Linked DNA regions of Danio rerio: region 1 is linked to region 2. The links are chromatin contacts, called in public HiChIP or PLAC-seq maps. All regions are on one chromosome and are shown on one strand. The core of a region is the stretch at or near the end of the contact, and the rest is flanking DNA. Distances in the headings are between cores, read along the strand shown.

Region 1 (6,606 bases), core at 2,822-5,321, 430 kb before region 2:
ATCTTTAAGTTCCCCATTTTTGTTTGCTTTTTTAAGGATTGTACCATTTGCGATTTTTGTTTTAATAAAGATGGTATATCCGTACAAGTATGAGGTTTAAATATACCACGGTTCCATTTCTAGTTGGTTTCCTCAAAGTCGAAGTCATTCGGGATGCATTCTGGGTCATTCGGAAGGGTGTTTGCATACCATTACGATTCCTTTTGAATTGCCTTTGCTTTTTATTTTTATTTAATATGAATATATATATCATGGTTCTGGTCACTTTACTGTGCTGCAGATTTAAATACAAAGAGGTAAATAAGAGTTATTCTCCTACTAAAATTGAAGTTAGTGACATTAATGCAGATTTTATGTGCATGGCTTTTGATTCCGAAAGCAATGGGAACTACTTGTGAATGGGGCACTGAAGAACATTGTGGGCATGAAGTTGATACACTGTTATTCTGTGGCTGCATAATGCCTTAAACATGCTACTGCAAGTCTGACCCCTCTGTACGCTTGAGTTCAGCAGGTAAATGTCCACTATTTTGCCGCTGTATACTGTATTACCCTTCCATTGTGTCTGCTACATAGCTCCCCCCCCTCCCCTCTCGATCTTTCAAAACAATTGTAATCATTCCTGTCTCAACTTTTGAGTTAATTTGGGAACTTGTTGAACTTTTTTTTTGTTGTTGTTGGTGTTGCTTTTTTAATGAACAGATCAATCTGGTTAAACTGCTCTTTTTTTTTTTAATGACCTCGGAATGATTATATTACAAGAGTCTGGTAGGAAAGCACTGCAATATTTCTCTTTTTCACGTTTTTTTGTAGTGTTCATTTCTGTAAGGATGTTTCAGTACTTCAGGCTTATTAAAAACTAAATTGTACAGTTCTGCAGGAGTCATTCTCTTGTTCTGGTCATACTTACAAGAAAAAAAGATACTTTAAATTTCATTGTATTATGAATTTATTGTGTTGAAAAATGAATGTTGCTTCAATGTACTTCGATGATTTTACTTTGTCAAGGGCTTCAACTGTGATGGACCCATTTTGTTTCTCTCTCTCTTTCTCTTCTCTCTCTCTCTCTCTCTCTCTCTCTCTCTCTCAACCTCTAAATATATTTTGTTTTTAATTTGGAGAAAGATTAAGGCCTTAATCTTAATCTTATTTAAAATGCCTATTTTCCTGAGGAGTCATATAAAATTCCATACATAACCTTTCGAATTAAATTTTTATTCCCTCCACTCTTAAAGGGAAACTCAAGTTTGCACCCTTTTTTATGTAAAATAAAAGAAAATGTCTCTTAAACTCTGGGCGAGTGCGTGTTTGTCTTTTTTAGAGGATCATGCAGTGTGTATTTATACACTACAGATTACATATTTATTTTATTTATGGTGTATGAAATTCAGTTGTTTGTGCCATGGAATAATTTGGGATAATTGAATTTGTTTTACTATAAGCAGCTCTTTTTGAAGTTTGGCTGCGTTTCGCTACTGATATGAGTTATAAATTATCAACATGCACATGCTATGAAATTAGTTTGGGGTTTTGTGCTGTTGAAATTACATGAAAATGTTGTAATGTGTAAAAGGGAAGGCAAATCAGTGTTATAAATGGACAGGAGATCAACAGTTATGGAGAAAAAAAACTGTAAAAATCTAGAGCATAATGCCCTATAAAAGTGTAAACGTGTGTGTGTGTGTGTGTGTGTGCAGAATGTGTTTTTAAATGAGCTGACTGTTAAATATTCGGCTCATTTTATATAATATAGCGCGAGTTTGGCTACATGGTGAACTTTTGTTTACAGGGTAAATATCAGTAATAAAAATCATTGAAATTGCTTGAATTTGAATATAGTGTTTTCAAAAGTTCTTTGATTTTGGATAAAATGCATGAAAATGTAGTTGTTGCTTTCATAATGATACATTTATATCATCATTTATTATTAAATAATTATAATATTCATTATTTAAATAAATTGTTAATAAAGAGGGTAAATGAGTATTTCGACGTTGGTGTGTTGACAAAGCAAACAACATCTAATATTAGGGATGTAACGGTATCAGAATTTCACGGTACGGTAATACCCATCAAACAGGACGTTAATTTCACCAACCATTCCCATTTTATTAAGTTGTATCCATACAAATGGCCTACCCTGTACATCAGAGGGCTTCTTAAAAGGGCATTTACCACATCATGAGAGGGTGGACAGCAATCACAAAGACACATGCAAAATGGTTAATAATAATATGAAAACAAAATAAAAACGATCAAAATGACTTATTTTACTAAATAACTTGGTAAAGACAATAAGAATATTTAAAAATCTTTTTAATTTGATCTAATTTACCAACTTTTTAGACTCACCGAAGTGCAGTGAGCAGTGTGGGACATGGCAAAATCACATCCATTCAATGAAAGAATATGGCAAAAATTGACAAAAACATATTTCAAAACACTTATTCTACCTGCAAGTGTGTAAAGGTTTATATAATATAATAAATATTCTTAAACGTTGTTAAAGAATTATATATATATATATATATAACTCTTTAACATTGGGCACTTTTATGTCCTTTGACATTTATCCAAATTTATATATATATATATATATATATATATATATATATATATATATATATATATATATATATATATATATAAAATTTGTCAAACTAACAATAAAACCTACTTTAAAAAATGCACTACCTTTCTATTATATATTTTTCTATATTATTCAACCTCCTTTTAGGTCTCAAAATCACTGTTTTTGCCTTGTCGCACACCCAGAGTTTTAAACTTCAACAATGAAAATAACATTTTAAAATATTATTTATCTGGAATCCACTAATGTATCTTAATGAAGCACTAGTGAAATAATTTAAATATTTTATAGTTATTAATGTGAGACTATTATCAATATTATTTTTTATACAAAACATAGCTGTCTCACAGTACCAGTGTCATTTCCACCACAACACTGTAATGTCGCTTTAAAAAGTTTGTGTGCGATTATTTAGGTGGTTTTTATAAAAATCAATAGTCATCTGAGCACATGTTCAAGATGGAGGGAATTTAAATTTTCATCTACAACACTTGAAGAAAAATCAAGGTAAATATTGCTTGATAAGAAAATACATTTATTCTACGTCATTTCAAACATGTTGTACCTTCAAAGTTGTTTTTAAAAACCAAACAAAATGAAGGTAAATAAGATTGTTTTGTATACATGAAAGGCTATATCAAGTCAAAGCTAATCGGTGAAGCTAGTTTAAATTTTTTTCACAATAAACTGTTGAAATGTCATTTCCACCACTGTCATTTCCATCACCACACACATTTATAAAAACTATTTATAAAAGTTCTCATCACACATTAAAAGTGTATTCACAATGTATGAGTTCATGCTCTATTTAATATACAAATTCAGTTTATTTATTTTCTAATAAACTCTTAACCAAATTAGTATTCAATTTTAGAGTGTGACAGGAGTCCAGTTTAGCATACAACTAATTTATTTAATTGACAAATGTATAATTATTATAAACATTGTGGAAAGACTGGTTAAACTAGATACAAAAATGATCTTAGACAGTGTTTGACTGCTATAAATGATCTAATCTTGAAATATTGCGATGTGGTGGAATTGACATATCTTCAGTTCACGATGGAAAAAATGTTAAATATGAACAATTTCTCTTCTTATCTAAGTTTGTCCTCTAACAGATCTTAAAACTAGACAAACTGTTTAAACTTATGAGGATATGATACATTAATTTTGAACAAGTTTTTTTTTTTTACTTAACACAAAGCTAAAAGTGCCCGTAGTTGAAGAATTGTCCATATACAGTTCTCCAAAGTTGTGAAGTGCTGGAAGCTTAAAATGTGCTTCAAATTGAATTGATAAGTGGTGTAAGAAGCATGTATTTAGCGAAGTCTGTTAACAAAACTACGCTTTTTCTTTCTTTTTTCCCGTTGATTTGAAGCAGGTGATGGAGCTCGTCTACGGACTTTTATGTCACTTCCGAAAGAGCTCTATAAACTTCCGCCCCGTACTGTTTTAAACCCTTTTTCCTCTAAACCAAGTCAAAATGGTGTGTACCGTGAATCCCTGTCAATCCTTTCAAATCTTGTACTTCATCAACTCTTCACGTTTTTATAAATGACCAGAATGTTTTGTCAAGACTCTCAAGATCCACGTATACAAAGTATTTTAACGTTTGGCAGGAGATGTTATGTAGGATGTTAAAAACAGCTTCGGGTTGTCTTCCGGTCTACAACAGAAGCAGCTTCAGATGTTAAAGTCTGAGAAATGTAACGTTAGACAATATTAAGTTGAATTATTCGCGTATTCAAGTGCTACGAGTGACTCTTTTAACATGTGAAACGTTTAAACCCCAAAAAACTTGTCTTAAAACAACAGCTTGAGTCATCAGTAGCGCACACTTCCTCTCAGGGCTACCTTACTAAGGCGTTCGTGTCTGATTAATAACATGTTACCGTTAGTAAATTAAAAAAAAAAAGTACAGAAATGTCCTGATATCCAGAGTGACTGTAGTGTGTTTGCGGCTGACAGGGACGCGTGAGGACCAAGACGGTGAAGAAAGCGGCTCGTGTGGTCATTGAGAAATACTATACCCGGCTGGGCAATGACTTCCACATTAACAAGCGGGTGTGTGAGGAGATCGCCATCATCCCCAGCAAACCGCTGAGAAACAAAATCGCAGGGTGAGTGAAAGCCATTCCAGGGTTCCACGCTTAGAATCTTTTTCTACTAGGCCAGTGGTTCAGATTGTAACTTGCCCTGCCAAAATGTTATCAGGCCCCACCAAAAAAAGTTAATAAAAGTTAATAGCAATTTTTTTATGCGCATACAGTATTTTAAATAATGTGTCAAAAGCCAAATATAATTGTAGTACCTACCCTTTTTATTCAACTTAACATTTTTTTTTGTAAATACAACTGACAATTAATAATAAATATATATATTTAAGAGTTTAAAAGTATAAATGTGTGTGTGTGTATATATATATATATATATATATATATATATATATATATATATATATATATATATATATATATATATATATATTTATTTATTTATTTATTTATTTACCGGTCAAAAGTTTGGGGTCAGTTCTATTCATTTATTTGATATTCAAGGAAAATTATTCCGTTTATCAAGGTGACATTTGTTAAATGTAAAAAAAAGTTAAAACAGTTAAATATTTATTAAAATTTTTAAATAACTGCTTTAGTTTAAAATAAAATGATTACTCCAGTCATTATTGCTTTTATTACTATTACCAATAATATTAATAACAACAATAATTAATATTAGAGTGATTTTCAAAGGATCATGTGACTAAAGACTGGGTCAATGAAACTGAAAATTCATCTTTAAAATAACTGGAATGAATTAAATGATAAACTACATTTAAACAGTTATTTTATAGTGCAATAACATTTTACAATTTAACAATATGTACTGTATTTATGATATAATAAATGCAGCTTTGGTGTGGTGGAGAAGCTTATTTTAAAATATTTAACAATCATACTGACCCCAAACTTTCGACCAGTTGTGTATAGAATATTTTATAAGTGAAAATGTGCACTTTAATTTTGACACCGGCTGACATAGTCACCAAATATAAATCAGAGAGGTCGGACTCTTATACAGAGCCTCATTTCAGTTTTTTTTTTTTTCAGTTTCAAAAGAATTTATCTATTTAATCAATCAATCTATTAAAGAAATGTTGGCTAGATTTATGCAATATAGGCTTAAATTATAGAGAGAAATAACAAATGAACAGAGTCTGCACCAGATCATGAAGCAGATCAATGTTGATATTTTTTTCTGAGCTGTCAGTGCAGAAATGAACATTACAACAGGTCCAACACGATATATTATAAGATTAAAAGGTCCCACTGTATATTGTGTCCTTAAGTACTATGTACTTACATCAAAAAATAAATACAATGTACTTACTGTGTTTATAATGTATTTGAGAACACTTGTGGTGCGTTTGAGTTGGGATAGAGGTTGGGTTATGGACAGGTTTGGTGGCATGGGTAGGTTTAAGGGTAGGTTAATAAGTAAGGGATGGTCAACAGTGTATTTACAAATGTAATAACAAAAGTTAATTACAGATGTAATTACATGTATTTAATCAAGCATAAGTACACAGCAAATACATGTATTTACACAATGTACATTGTACGAACTATTAATTTCTGTGTAAGTACATATTAGTTAAGACCACTTAATATAAAGTGGGACCGATTAAAATATGGAAAATTATCAGATGGTAACTTTGGTCAATTTTCCTAACGGATGAACAGCACTCAGTAATATTTCAGCATGCTTTCACTTTCGTATTAGACATGAAGCGCACATTTGTTGGTAGGAATGACATCCTGCTCTACTTCATAGTCGTATATGTGGCTATTGCACAATCATAATACACTGTGATATAGCCTGGCTCGCATACTGTTTTTACCGTACTATATAATTTGGAAGTATGTGGTTTCGGATACAGGTTTTCAGATTTCTTCAAAATAACATTGCTGGTGTTTAACAGCAGGAAGAAACTGAAATGTTTGGAACAGATTGAG
Region 2 (6,502 bases), core at 2,817-5,316:
GAGGAAAAAACGTATTTACTTCTTTTTGTGTGGGAGAGGTACAATAAATAAATGCGGTGCTAGTACTGCGGTACATCTTTTCCACCTCGAAGGAGTGGTGCAAGGCCACACTTTGTACTTTTAGTCTAATTTCTCTCTGCTTGGCGAGAACCTAAAACAGAGATTCAAATTGTGGGGTGTCTTACTAGAAACCCTTTAATCATTATAGGAACAGGTTTGCTAAAGTTATGTGCATATAGATAGATTGTCATAATGAATACAAACAAAACTCATAAGGACTTACACGGCAACACATTTATTTATGTGTAATTAAATTGTATCTTATGTCTCCTTTCAGCTCTGTTAGAGTTTCTGCCTCCAAGTCATTCCATATGCCACCAGACCTGTTCTTACCATAGTGGTCTACCACATCATTCAACGCAGTTAAGCTGCAGATGTGATTCATTCATCTCTTGGCCCATGTGCCTTATTCTCAATATTGACACCAGAGCTGATGTCAAGCTGGCATTAGAAAAGTGGCACCCTAGACCTGAACAGTTTTAGGGCCTACTCACACTATGCTATCTGAACCGTGCCCAGGCACGTTTCCCGGATCGTTTTAGACGTGTGAGTATGCTAAATCGGGCTCAGGCACTGTTCACTTGGCTGGCCCTGGCTCATTTGGAAGAGGTGGGCCTGAGCGCGGTTCACTTGGGCTTTGGCGCGGTACGCTTGTAGTGTGAGTGAAAAACGTGCCCGAAACTGCCCGAAACTGAAAGAGAGACGTGACTTTAAGGGGCTGTTTCATATGCATTTATTAATCATTCTTACTGTTCAATGAACGCAAACTGCCTGAGTTTATTAAAGAAGGAAACCCCTCACTGCACGACAGCTGCGCACCTTCAGCAAACCTCCTCATTCTTGCAGCATGAGAGCTTTATGATCGTTTATGATCGCCAAAAGTGGCGGATTTGTTCGGCGAAATATCTGACTGCATGTCACCGCATCCCTAAGGACTGTTTGGCGAAATATTTGATGGCATGTCACTGCATATTAAACGACTGAAACTATGTAACTAGAGAAATCTCCTCTGTGCTGAGCGAGAACACTCACTGAACAGCGCAGCATCGATGACGTAAGGGTCCCCAGGCCCGATTGCAGTGTGAGTGCGGGCCGTCGGGGGAGATGGGAGGGGGTACAAGCGTGCTTTGGCCCGGTTCGAGGCAACTGTACAGAGTGTGAGTACGACCTTAGTTCAATGTTGTAATCTGGTGCAGCTTAAGTAACTAATGATGTAACACATTACTTTTTCATTTGCAAAACAATATGTTACTTTATATTTTTCATGGGATTCAGAAAGTTTTGTTTTTTGTACATAAAATTAATGAATTAAAAAAAAAATTATATATATAAATATATATAATATGTAATAAATATACATAATTTATTTTTTTTTTTAAAACAAGCCAGCCTAGCCTAAATAAAATATAAAGTAATGCAAAAGTTGTGTAGACCACTACTGTCTTTAAAAAGTAAAATTTTGTTACTTTTTAAAAAGAAGTAACATAATATATTTCATTTAAAAATTACTTTCCCAAAACTGGTCTGGAAAATCTACTGTACACAGGGCGAGATGATTTAACAGACTCATCATCTCTCTATCTTATTATACAGGACTATAAAAGCAGATGCAACATCAACTCTACTCTTCTGAGTTGGATCCTCCAGAGTTTCATCCACTCACTTCTCTGCCTGTTCTAGAATGACCCTGGCCATATTTAGGCATGGATTTACACTGATCTTTCAGCATCAGGCTCCTATGCCTGCTTTCCTTGTGAGGACAAGTATTTCAAGTTTTGGCATCTGTGAGGTTTAGTGTCTGATGAAGATCCCCAGAAATTACTTTACGTCAGTACACATAAAAGTGTAAAGCCTGCACAAACAGCCTACAATAAGTGTGGAATGTTATTGAGTATCACTAACTAAATTTTGCACAATATTTTTAAATGGAACAACGTCGAACAATATGTTCTTTTAAAACCATGTATTTTCTTTTTCACTTTTATGTTAAGCATTTTATTACCTTTGTGCTTGAAATTTGTTTTATATTCCCAAACCTGCCTTAACGCTCATATAAAAAAAAAAAAACTTCATCGTGTGGATTTGCTTAGAATTCTTAAGACAAAAAAAGTCTTCCAAAAGCTTTAATTGGCTTATATCATCTTAGACCCATTTTGTTGGCCATTTGCCAATCTTGTTTTGTGTTATTGATGAAAAAAAGAGATGGTTAATTCACTATATTAGCTCAGTATACAGTAGATGTTTTAAAAATGGCCACGGAGTAAAATGGCTTGCCTTAAAGGGACTTTGTTTATACTCATTTTACTGCCAATCGGTCTGGATTTTTAGAAATACCCACCAAACAAAACAATACATATCTCAAACTACCATGTTCACCCTTGCACACAGTTTTCAGGAAACATTGCATTTAACCCATGACACAACAGAAAAATATTGCACACAAATTTTAGTTTGAATTTGCGCCAGTTATCTTGATTAAAAGACCCAGGATCTGCCAAAGTAATGTAGACTGGTTTCATGGGTTCACACACAGACATTTGACTAAATAAAATATAAGTATTCGGCAAGCTGTCCGGGGAGAGGGCTCTGAGCTCGGAAGACACCCTAACTTGTGGTATTCCTCTTATCAGGATAGAGAGAGATAGGGTCTGAGCGCAGTGTCTAGCCCGGCTTCAGAACACTCCTCCCTCAGATTTAAATAGGTATCAGGTTTAATAATGTGGAGTTGGGGTGGTGAAGGGATGCTAAAGTCAAGAGAAAATGGAGGTATGACGTCTTTAACTATTTGTAGGGGTTTGGTCTTGAGCTGATTGGATAATAGAATGATTGTGATGAATTAGCCTCGTCAAATACGGATCGTGCTCCTCCCGAAATTTGTTTATAAAACATCACTAAGTGAGGTACGAAGAACAAACCCCTGCTACATGAAAATATTTTATCACCATTATTTTAAAACCTTAATTCATGTCTATTTATACTGTATGACTAATCTCCGTGAGCAAAAAAAACAAACAACCAATAAACAACCATAAAAAAAAAGAACGGAGTGCACCTTTAAGACATCTGTTTCGCAATGTGCTGAGCAGCAAGTTGCAGAGCTGAATCTATCTGGCTGGATGCTCAGTGCAGTGGGGCATTTGCCAAGTCTCTCCTCCTATATCTCCCACCCAAATCATGCAGCATGGGGAAGGAAGTCAAAGCATAATGCCTAAAGGATGAAACACTGTTGCACTGAAGTTGCCAGGAAAAGTATTAATTGGATAACCACGATCAAAGTCATGCATAACTATAATTAGTGTTTGTAAGCATTAATGAAAAACTAAAGTTCAGACACTGTACTAAATTAAAGGTATAGTTCACCCAAAATTAAAACTCTATGATTATTCACTCACATTTTGCCTGTTTCAAACCTGTTTAAATGTATTTTTTCTCGTTTAAACACAAAATAAGTTACTGTGAAAAATATTGGGAACCTGTAACCATTGACTTCCATAGTATTTATAGGAAGTCTACGGTTAGAGGTTTTCTTCTTTCTTTAAAATATCTTAAAGTTTAGCAGAAGAAAGAAATACATAAAGGTTTGAAACCACATGAGAGTGAGTAAACGCTTAGTATTTTCATTTTTGGGTGAACTATCCCCATTCCACATAGGATTTTTTTTTACTTAGTTCAGTCCTAGGAGAAAGAACAAATTTCTGGTATACATTTGGCACACTAAGATGATAATCAATATGCTAAATTTCTTTTTGAATGTATTTTTAGTTTTAATTTATTCCTTTTATGACTTGATTGCTATTGAAATCCTTTACCAGTCATCCACATCACATTGGAAAAACCATTAGCATTCCTTTCGGACGTTGTGCTAGAGTAAAATTAATTTAAAAGCAATATATCAATGGTAGCAAGATAAACCATAAAAGTGAGAGTGGAGAGAGAGGGAAAGAGAGCGAGAGAGAGGGGGGGCAGGGTTTCATGCCTTTTGTTGATGCTGCTGCATGAGACTGTATTCCCTTCTGCCCGTGGGATGCTGAGAGAGACTCTTCATAACACCAAGACCTATATCACCACACCAGCTTTTCTATTAATTTCTGCAATTTAATCTAAATAGGAAGATGGGAATTTGGGAATATACTCTTTATTTTACCACCACATGCTGCCTATGGAGAGGTAAGGAACCATTTAGACATTTGATTATGAAATATCCATGAGCTTTGCTGAATAATTGTCTTTTTAATGCTTTATCAAAGTTTCTTGCATGTCAATTCAGTGTTTTCTGATTGAAGTGTTGCATATCCGCTCAGATCTATTTCAAGTTCTGCTGTGACGTAAATGAAATTGATGTTTTGAGGCTTGTTTATATGAGGATACTAGCCAGATTAGAATTTGAGGTTAATGAGTGCGATTTGTTTTTTGTGCTGGGTCATGGCTTTAAGTTGGCAGTTTAACATTAGCAATTTTAACATATACTTTGTGGTCTAATTCTACTTTGCTCAAGAGTCAGTCTATTTGAATTCATTCTTAATTTTTTCTTTATCTTAATTTTTTTAATGGCTGTGGCTTTTATAATTATGATTTTGCTCTGTTACCAGTCCATTAATTAGTTGTCTCTGGCTGCAATCTCATTAGTGCCCCCTAAACTGAATTTGTACACTGGATGCTTTGTGTGCATTATACAGTAGTGTCTCTGATACTGTCAAGAGAGTCTGCTTCTCTAGTTTCTGAATTCATCTCTCATGAATAACAGGTGCCTTTTTGAATGAATCAAATGCCTGATGTAATCTAGAGGGCATCTTTGTGGAATTCGATTATGAATAGACTTGATCCTGAGGGAATTCGATTACAAGAACATCCCTTGTCCTGCTAGAAGAGAAAAGGCAGTGATTGAACTATGAGGGGAAAAGGCTAGAATCATTATGAATTGCCTTGTATTTGTCCAGATTAGTCTAGATAAGTTAGATGCATACTTAAAAGCATAGTTCACCCTTCAAAAAAAAAGTTAAAAAAAAATAAAAAAATTCTGTCAACAATTACGCATCCTTCACTTGTTCCAAACTTGAGTTTCTTTGTTCTGTACTGTAACTTAATAAATTAAGGTAACTCAAACTATTTAAGGAAACCGTTTGCAACAAACCATTTCAGTTCAAAAACTAATCCTAATGAGTACTGTGAACTTAATCCATTTGAGTAAACAAAGCATTTTGAGTACAGTAAAACCCAATAAATGAAGAGAACTCAAACCAACTGAGTACTGTAAAACCCAATAAGTTAAGGCAACTCAAACTGTTTGAGGAAACTGATTGCTACAAACCGTTTGGGTTAAAAACTAATCTATACGAGTACTGTGAACTTACTCCATTTAGGTTGAAGTAATAAGGTATTTAATTAACTTTATACCTCTAACACTGAGTTCAAAACTGAGTGCAATTAATTCCAAATTAATTACACTCATTTCATTTGATAGAGCTGACTGTGGTGTTTTAGAGTGTGTAAATAAATTAAGGAAAACTTTTCAACCTATTTGTTTTGAGTTATTTTAACCTATTTGAATTGTGTTAAACTTATTTTATTTGTGTTATTTCAACCAATTGTAGGTAAATAAAACCCATGAGCAAATCCTTGCTAGGTTACAAGCAATTGACTTGTGTTGGGGCAACTCAAAATAATTAAGTCACTTACTCGTTTTTACAAATTTATGTGAATTGAACAAAGTTATCCTCCAAAAACTGAATAATTGTTTTTCAGCTCATTTTAAATAAGTAGTTTGAACAAACAGCAAACTCCATTTTTGAGTGTGTCAAATCATTCTTACATTTACCTGAAACTCTTTAAAATTTTTAACTAAGTGAGGAAAAAACTCTTACAGTGTTTTCCCTTACAAAAAATACATAAGATAATTTTATTGTCAACATTTCCTCTTCATAACACAATCCCACACAATACAGGGTTGACAATTAAAGAATTATTGTTTTAGCTCATTTAAGACAGGTAGTTTGAACAAGCAGCAACAATGATTTTTTTGAGTGAAGTTATATTAAATAATGTTGGAAAGCAGCAGGCATTGGGTGCACTAAAAAAATTATGTCTGCAAAACTGTTGCAACCTATTTTTTTTGTGCTGAATTTAAATAAATAAATAGTATAAAATCAGCCCAAATAAATAGTTTACAACCAATTTGCTTTAAAAAAAAATTTTAAATTCAAGGAATCATTTTTGAATCACTTTTCAGAATGGATGGAAATATAGCTAATGCGTATAAATATTGAAAATGTGTATAAGAATCTTATGGGCACAAGTAAAATAAACATTTAAAAAAACTTTAAAACACTCCAAAAAGATATTTACAAAAAGTATTTGTTCAATTTAAAATGTGCTGAAACAACACAATTCTTGAGTTTTTTGTATAAATTATTTTGTAATTTTTTTTTTCAATCTACTTAAATTT

What was found. HiChIP or PLAC-seq counts read pairs in DNA pulled down with a chosen protein or histone mark.
Region 1: an H3K4me3 HiChIP or PLAC-seq map of embryo shows a contact between it and region 2, with 5 times the contacts expected there. The contact joins the promoter of rps17 here to the promoter of chrna7a in region 2. A contact is called at or near these places in 2 of 4 datasets of contacts at active chromatin or transcription factors (caudal fin and embryo).

The regions. Positions count from the first base shown.
Region 1 is chr7:69,051,519-69,058,124 of GRCz12tu, reverse strand. rps17 (ribosomal protein S17) reads left to right here and starts at 4,071. Exons shown (of 5, transcript NM_200845.1): 1 at 4,071-4,079; 2 at 4,562-4,713. The coding sequence starts at 4,077. It also overlaps a transcript of csnk1g1 not described here.
Region 2 is chr7:68,621,338-68,627,839 of GRCz12tu, reverse strand. It overlaps chrna7a (cholinergic receptor, nicotinic, alpha 7a (neuronal)), which reads left to right and starts at 4,066. Exons shown (of 10, transcript NM_201219.2): 1 at 4,066-4,227. The coding sequence starts at 4,173.